Regions from separate parts of the Pan troglodytes genome. Here region 1 is linked to region 2. The links are chromatin contacts, called in public Hi-C maps. All regions are on one chromosome and are shown on one strand. Each heading gives the region's core, a stretch centred on a gene start, on an enhancer-like site or on the middle of the called end of the contact. The rest is flanking DNA. Distances are from core to core; before and after follow the strand shown. Region 1 has its middle 17 kb from the start of SERTAD2. Region 2 overlaps LOC134807897 (a long non-coding RNA gene).

Region 1 (3,584 bases), core at 821-3,320, 91 kb before region 2:
AAGAAACTGAAGATTTCCCTCCAAAGATTAACTCACCTATAAATTAAAGAGAGATCTGCCTGCCATATGTGCCTAAATTTAGAAAAAAAATTAAGGTTATTTTTAGTTAAAAAAATTTTTAATAGATGATACATACTCAATTCCAAGATACAAAAGGATAGATCATGGAAAATAATTTTCTCTCCCATCCTAGCCTCTCAGTTACCTCCCAGAAGGCAAACATTGTTACAGGTTTCATATATATAATTTGAATATATATACAAGTTCATATATACCATGTATACTTATTTTTCTAATGTAAATCATAGTAGTTTATATTGTTTCTGCACCTTTCTTTTTTCACTTAATATCTTGGAGATACTTCCCTATCAGTACATAAAGGGATTGTTTTAATCTTCTTCAAGGCCACATAACAGTTCATTATATAGATGTACCGTGATTGTGGGACATTAATATTGTTTCTAACCTTTTGCTAGTACACACATTGCAACAACCAATGACTTCACATGTAAGTACTGCATCTGTAGCATAAACTTCTAGAAATGAAATGACTGGATCCAAGGGTAAGTGCAGTTGCCAAATTGTCTTTCATGAGGGTCCTACCATCAAATGGGTGTTTTATAATGAATGCACTGTTAACAGTTGCTATTGTGGTTGTTGTTTAAGTACTCATACAGTGGTAGGGCACAATACTCTCCTCAGCAAAACCATGTAATAATGCTGTTTTTACAGACACCCCCACTTCATAGACTAGTTGTTAGCAAGAACAGTACATTGTATGCTACTCTACTTGAATTTTGTGGTTATAGAATAATTGGCATGGTAACCGAGCCATGGTTTAGTTAGGCTTTAAAAAACAAACCTATATCTATGTATGTATATCCAATCCTTTTTCTTAATAAATCTAAAAGGCAGTCGACTCTGGAGTATGTGGAGTTTAGAAAGTGAAACTGACTAGAAACCAAGATGAAAGATAATCAGGCTTCCTCTTCAGTGCTGACTGCAGCAGACCAACCAAATTATAAGAAATAAATTACCGTTAAAAAAAATTCCCCGTTTTAATTACTGCAAATGTTAACGTGACTAGGTAAGAATTATTTTTAATCACCTATAATTACACGGTTAGTGTACAGCTAAAAGCACGAAGTCAGTATCCAAAAGCCACAATTAAAAAAAACAACAACACTAAGACAAACTTTGCTTTTGTTTGAAATGTGCAATATTTTTCCTTTACATGCTCTCTCTTCCCGAATAAATTCTACGTTTAGAATTGCTAGGGTTCCGCAGATACAGAAAGCCAGCTAGAAACATCCCTTCCCTGAATTCGATGGGTTTACGTCTTACCCAGCTTGAGCAAATTCTTGGCGAATATTTCATGAACTCACAAGAGACGAATTTGACATATTTAGAAGGGATGTAAAATAAAGTAGTGTAGGTTTTAAAGCTTTAGAAAATTGGGGAATTCCTTGGGCCAGAGAGAGATCATTAGACCTGCAATTAATACTTGGAATTACAAAGGGATACACAAAATTGAATTCTTCCCGATCATTGTGTATTAGCATCTCCCATTCTAGGTAGGATTTTTCGTTCACGATGAAGGCAAGGAGAGGGAGGGCGAGCTAGGTCTGCGGTCGGAGGAGTGTCTATAAATAGAAGGTGAAGTGTTCTAATACCGACAGGGTGCGTCATAGCGTCCCTCCCCCGAGCCGAAAGCGCCCAGGCAGCCCGCGGGAGCCACTGCGCGGCACCGGGACGCCCGCCCGGCTTCCCGCTCCCCGCCCTGGCCCGAGCCCCTCTCCCTCCTAGGAGCTGGAGACCTGCAGGCAGGGGCAGGGGACCCGGTCCCCTGCAGAACCCGAGCTCAGGGTTGCGTTAGACCCACTCCGGGGCGCACGGTCTTCAGCGGAGGGACGGCGGGGCGCGAAGGACCGAGGCGCCCCTGCTCGGGTGGCAGCCGATCGCCGCCTCCCGCATCCCCCGGCTGCCTCCCCCGTCCGGTCCTACCCTCCTCCCTGCCCGCGAAGGGAGAACAATAACCCGAGCGCGCCTGGGAATCGGAGACACTGGGAGGCGGGCAGACAATGCGAGGGAGTTGCGAGGGGGCAGCCCCAGCGCACCGCGCGTTCTCGCTGTGTCCCAGCCGCGCCCGAGGGCTTGGCCTGGGGCAAGCGGGCCGCGGGGGCGCAGTAAGAGGCTACGTGGAAGATAATTTAGGTCTCTTGAAATCTAAAATCTCACAGCGTCTGTTCAAGGCCGGGGAGAATTTCCTCCAGTCTAGATAGAACATCAGCAGTTGGTTAAAATACACACAGACATGTGTGTATTTGGGTCCTTTTCTATTTTGGATCTGAATCTCTAAAGTCACTTTTGGAATTTCCATAAGCCTGTCTTTTTGTAAACAGATTTTTCTGGGATTCCCCCACCCCGACTCCTGTCTTGCGCTGCTTGTTCTTCCAGCTTGACCCTGTCCAGGTATCCCTCCCTCTCTCCCTCCCTCCTTCTTTTCCTCCTTCCCTCTCTGCCTACACACATACATTTGCCCCAGTTTGCACCTTTTTTTTTTTTTTTTTTTTTGGTGCTGCAATTCTTTCTCCCTTTTGATTGGCGCTTTCTTTGGGTTCTTCTGCCCTTTTCGAAGTGCTGGTTTTATTTCCATCCCTCTCATAATTTGTTTTCTCCAATTCATTTCCTCTTTTTTTTTTTTTTTTTTGTCACAAGTAACTGTATCTGCATGATTTTTTCTTCCTACTGCCATAAGTTCTGTCCCCTTAAGGGCTCAAGCGTTCCTGGGGTAGGGAGGGGACAAGAGAATTTCATTGCATTTTATCTGAGGGAAATAATGTGTTGTAGTTCCACTTTCAGGGAGTCGGGGATACTGGGATTTTATACTTATATATGGGTCAAACCGTCTTAGCTGAATAAATCACAAACCTCTGTAATATCTAGGGTGCTTGGGTGCTTGCTTACAATAAAAAAGGCATGCAGGAAAAGCGGCGGTGGGGGGGAAGTATTTTCAAATTAGGTCTCTAAATAGGGATTTTACAACATCCGTTTATTATTATTATCATATTATTATTATTTAGAAATGGGATCTCACCATGTTGCTCAGGCCAGTCTCCAACACCTGGCCTTAAGGGAGCCTCCCAACTTGGCCTCCCAAAAGTGCTGGGATTACAGGTGTGAGCCAGCATGCCACCCTCCACTTATCTTAAAGTAAAATTTTGATTATATAGTATGTGAAAGAGACTGGCATCTTTCATTCACCCATGAAGTGCCATCTCCTTGGTCTCATTTTTTTGCATTTGTCCTCATCTGCGGAATGTCTGGCCACGTTGCTGTATCCTCTGGGTGTGGTTTAGAGTACAAAGTACAACCCTTTATCAACCAAGCAAATCAGAAATAGCTCCTAGATGTGGGACGTGAGAAAAAAATCAGGCAAAAGAATGGTTAACATTTTAACAAAAAGCATGCTGTTTGTGGCTGAAATATTTGGAGGTAAGAAGGTGTGTGAGTGGTCCCAGGGTGAGGGGGCGAGGTAGGAGTGGGGGTTGTGCAATTATGATAAATATCTAGGAGGCAGTTCT
Region 2 (3,588 bases), core at 104-2,603:
GCGCCTCTCCCTCTGTCTGCTCAGGGACTCCCCAGTCACTTCCTGCTGTTGGATTCATCCAGGGTGAGGACCTGGGGGGGCTGCCAGGCCCTGAAGTCCAAGCTCAGGGAAGCGAGAGCACTTTACCTCTGTGACATTGTTGGTGTGAGCCAAGGCTGCGGGTTCCAGGAGCCAACTTGGGATACTGTTCAGGACATGACACAGAAGTGAAGAACTCAGGGAACTTCATATGTCCCCATCACCATAGGTGACCTGTGCCCTGCCATCATGGGGGGTGACGGGAGGCTATGAATGTTAACATAATGCAGACTGACAAAGACATCCTCTTTTGTCTTCCTTCCTCTTTGAGACTAGAATGTATTTTCTGAGCTCTGCTTTGCTTTTCTTTTGGGTACCATGACCCAAGGTACAGTATAAATACATCAGTATTTGTAGCCTGTAGAAGGTCACTCAAGAATGTGCATTTGTAACCATCTGGGGAGAAAATAGGCTTTGTCAGTGAGTGTTTCCTCTGGTACACTTATTACACTCTAGCGAGTATCATGTACGGGAGATGAAACAGGCAGCTGAAAGGTGTCCCGCCTGTGCACCTTCCTGCTGGCCCAGCGTCTATTTCCAGCCTCCTCTCCCAGGGTTGCTGAAACCCGGAGTTGATTTCTACACTGGAAGTTAGGAGCTGCAGGAAACGCCTCGTGCCGTGCCGGGGACGTGGAGGAAAGCCAAGTGCCCTTGATAGGCTCCTCCTCTGGAGCTAGGGAGTTCCCTGGATGGTGGCAGGAGGAGCTGCGGTTCTGCAGCTGCTGCGGGCGGGGCAGCTGCTGGCGGCACTGTGTCTTGGGTTTGACCTTGACCCCTGGGCAACACAGGGAGACTTTCACACCCTTCACCCTTGCATCACTCCACTCAGAGGTGCGCAGGGCCCAGCCCCAGCTACAGATGAGGAGACTGAGGCTCGGAGGCTCTCGGACCGCCCAAGGTCTCTGGGCAGATCAAACGGTGGAGAGAGGCCAGAGCCAAGTGCCTTGGCTCCCGGGCTGGGAGAGTCCCCGGCGTGGCCCTCTGGAGGCCGCCGTCTGCGACTGCCCGGGCGCCCTGGGGCGGCAGCCTGGCCTCCTGGGCTCGAGGCAGGGGGCAGAGGTGTCCCGGCGGGGCCGGGGCCGGGACACGAAGAGGGCGGCGAGCAGGGGCTGAGAACTGGAGCCGGTTTGTGCTCGCGCGCCTGCAGGCCCTTTGCCTCTGGCGCCCCCGCTCCAGCCCAGCGGGGGCGGCGCCGAGAGGGGCCCACGGCCCAGACGGAGGCTCGGGCTGCGTCCATTGGCGGCCGCAGCCCCGGGGCGGGAGGGGGAGCGGCCCGGCGTCGGGTTACCGGGGACCAGCACGGCAGCTGGCCCCGGGAGGCAGCCGCGGGGTGAGGGTGCATTCTTGGATTCCTGGCCGCGAAGGGAAACCAGACCGCAGTTGTATCCAACGCAATCAACAAACATGATGTGTCAAGTGCTGTATTGCACTTGAGCGGGTGTAAAATGGTAGAGCTGGGGTTCCTGCCCAAACGTTCGTCTAATTGAGGAAATAAGAAATCCACAGAGAAGAAGAACGCTGGAGATACCGGGAAGGAGATAATAAACCCCGAGAACCACGACCAACCGAATTTAGAGGGGTTCCTGGAAAGGGAAGTCTGTTTTTCCCCAAAATCTTCTGGAAAGCTTCCACAACAGGGCGAGGTGAGGGTATCCGACCTGCCACCTCCCTCCAGGGCCTGTCACCTGCCCCAGCCGCCCCCACTCACCACAGCACACATGCCCGACCCCACACTGCTGAGCACCCAGCAGCCAACCCTGCCTCCACCCTGCCTGCGCTCCCCAGTCTTACCCCAGGCCTCTACTCTCAAGCTCCTCCAAAACTAGGACCCTCACTTTCTTCTTCCAGAAGCCCACCTGCCCCCAGGACGCTGCTGCCCTATAGCCCTCTCCAGTAGAGGCTCTTTTCTCCCTCCAGCTATGCAGCTCAGGGCCTGAAGATGTACTCCGCATTCATCACTGAAGTTTCTAAACGGTTTCTCCTTCCTCTTTCAAAAGCCCGGCCTCTTAGCGCAGCGAAACTACTAGATGTGATACTATAATGGTATAAATGTCATAATACATTTGTTCAAACCTATAGAATGTACAACAGCAAAAGTAACGTAAAGTAAGAATAAAGCATTCACATCAATGTAAACTGTGGACTCGGGGTGATAATGTGTCACTTAGGTTCATCAATTGTAACAAATGCTGGTGGGGAATGTTGATAGTGGGGGACACTGCTCCCAGGAGGGTGGATATATAGAACTCTGGATTTTCCACTCAATTTTGCTGTGAATCTGAAACTACTCTAAAAAGTATTAAAAATTAAAAATATTTAATTAAAAAAGCCACCAATCACCCCTCCTAGTTAATGTCATCTGTCACCCTCCTAGTCACTTCCCCCAACCCTTGATTATTTTAGTATCAGGCTCTATCTCCTTTCATATCATCATTTTTGGTGACTTCAGCATCTATGCTGATGACCCGCCCAACACTCCGATCTCTAAGACTGTTAATATCCTTAGCCCTAGCAGAATATTCCTCCTGCCCTGCCTCAGCCTCCTGGTCATATGCTAGATCTTGGAACCATGAATGTCTACACCATCTCTAAACTCTCAGATCCAGAGATCCCTTCACCTATCAGTCCTCCAGGTCACTTACTTTAGTTCTTGGACTCAGCAATTTTCCCATCTCAGACCTCTATTCCATGACTCTCCTGTTTTCTCATGACATCTCCCCCCTCAGGCCTTCATTCTCAGCCAGCTGAGAACTGAAACTCCATGCTCCAGCACACAAAATCTCCCTGGCAAACATGCCTACCGTCCTTGCTCTGGTCTCTCTCCATTGTATTCACTGGGCGAAAACCCAGCTGTGGTTAAATCAAACTGTTTACTTCACACCTGCACCTGAGCAATTGAACACCACTAAAGAAAATCGGCCAGCTACTCTGGATGGACTCAATTCAAATTTCTGGCCATAAATTTCAAACAGGCATTTGAACTGTTGGACAATCCTACTACGGTTACTTAGAAAATTCCTTTTCCCTCTCCGCAGTGCAATAATTTCACACTTTCTCCTCTCTCTGCATATTCTCAACTCCCCTTCCTCTTTCATTCTCACTGTAACCTCAGACTATCCTTCATAGAGAAAGTAGGTACGATCTGTTGCCGGATCTTCCTACCTCCCTCCAAAGCCACCAGAATGCCTATAGCTCTGCATTCTCTCCACCCACCACCCATGGCCGAGCCCTCCATCTGTGCCCTGGGCCCCATCCCCTTTTGCCAGCACAATTATCCCCTTTCTGTTGTGTTCATCAATTTCTTCCTTCCTACCAGAGCCTTTCCATGGAAGTTAAATGGGACTTAAAAAGCTCTAAAGCCTAGCCTCATATCCCCTTCTTGCTATTATACCATTTTTCTGCCCCTCTTTAGAGTGACTGTTCCTGAAAGAGTTGTCTACACACTGACATCTCCACCTCCACACTTCTCATTCTCACTTCCACCCACTCCAACTGGGCTTTTAGCCCTAG

The links. A called contact is a pair of places that touch in the nucleus more often than the background predicts.
Region 1: a Hi-C map of blood shows a contact between it and region 2, with 4 times the contacts expected there. The contact joins two enhancer-like sites. A contact is called at or near these places in 2 of 7 Hi-C or Micro-C datasets (blood and induced pluripotent stem cells) and 1 of 1 datasets of contacts at active chromatin or transcription factors (stem cell-derived excitatory neurons).

Annotation. Positions count from the first base shown.
Region 1 is chr12:57,955,762-57,959,345 of NHGRI_mPanTro3-v2.0_pri, reverse strand. No RefSeq gene overlaps it. Among named protein-coding and RNA genes, the nearest start is that of SERTAD2, 17 kb to the left of the region's middle. Within about 2 kb of position 2,070, at least 23 of the 24 cell types and tissues checked have an H3K27ac peak or open chromatin away from gene starts, as enhancers often do.
Region 2 is chr12:57,863,961-57,867,548 of NHGRI_mPanTro3-v2.0_pri, reverse strand. The region is part of intron 1 of LOC134807897 (a long non-coding RNA gene); the gene reads right to left. Among named protein-coding and RNA genes, the nearest start is that of SERTAD2, 110 kb to the left of the region's middle. Within about 2 kb of position 1,353, at least 16 of the 24 cell types and tissues checked have an H3K27ac peak or open chromatin away from gene starts, as enhancers often do.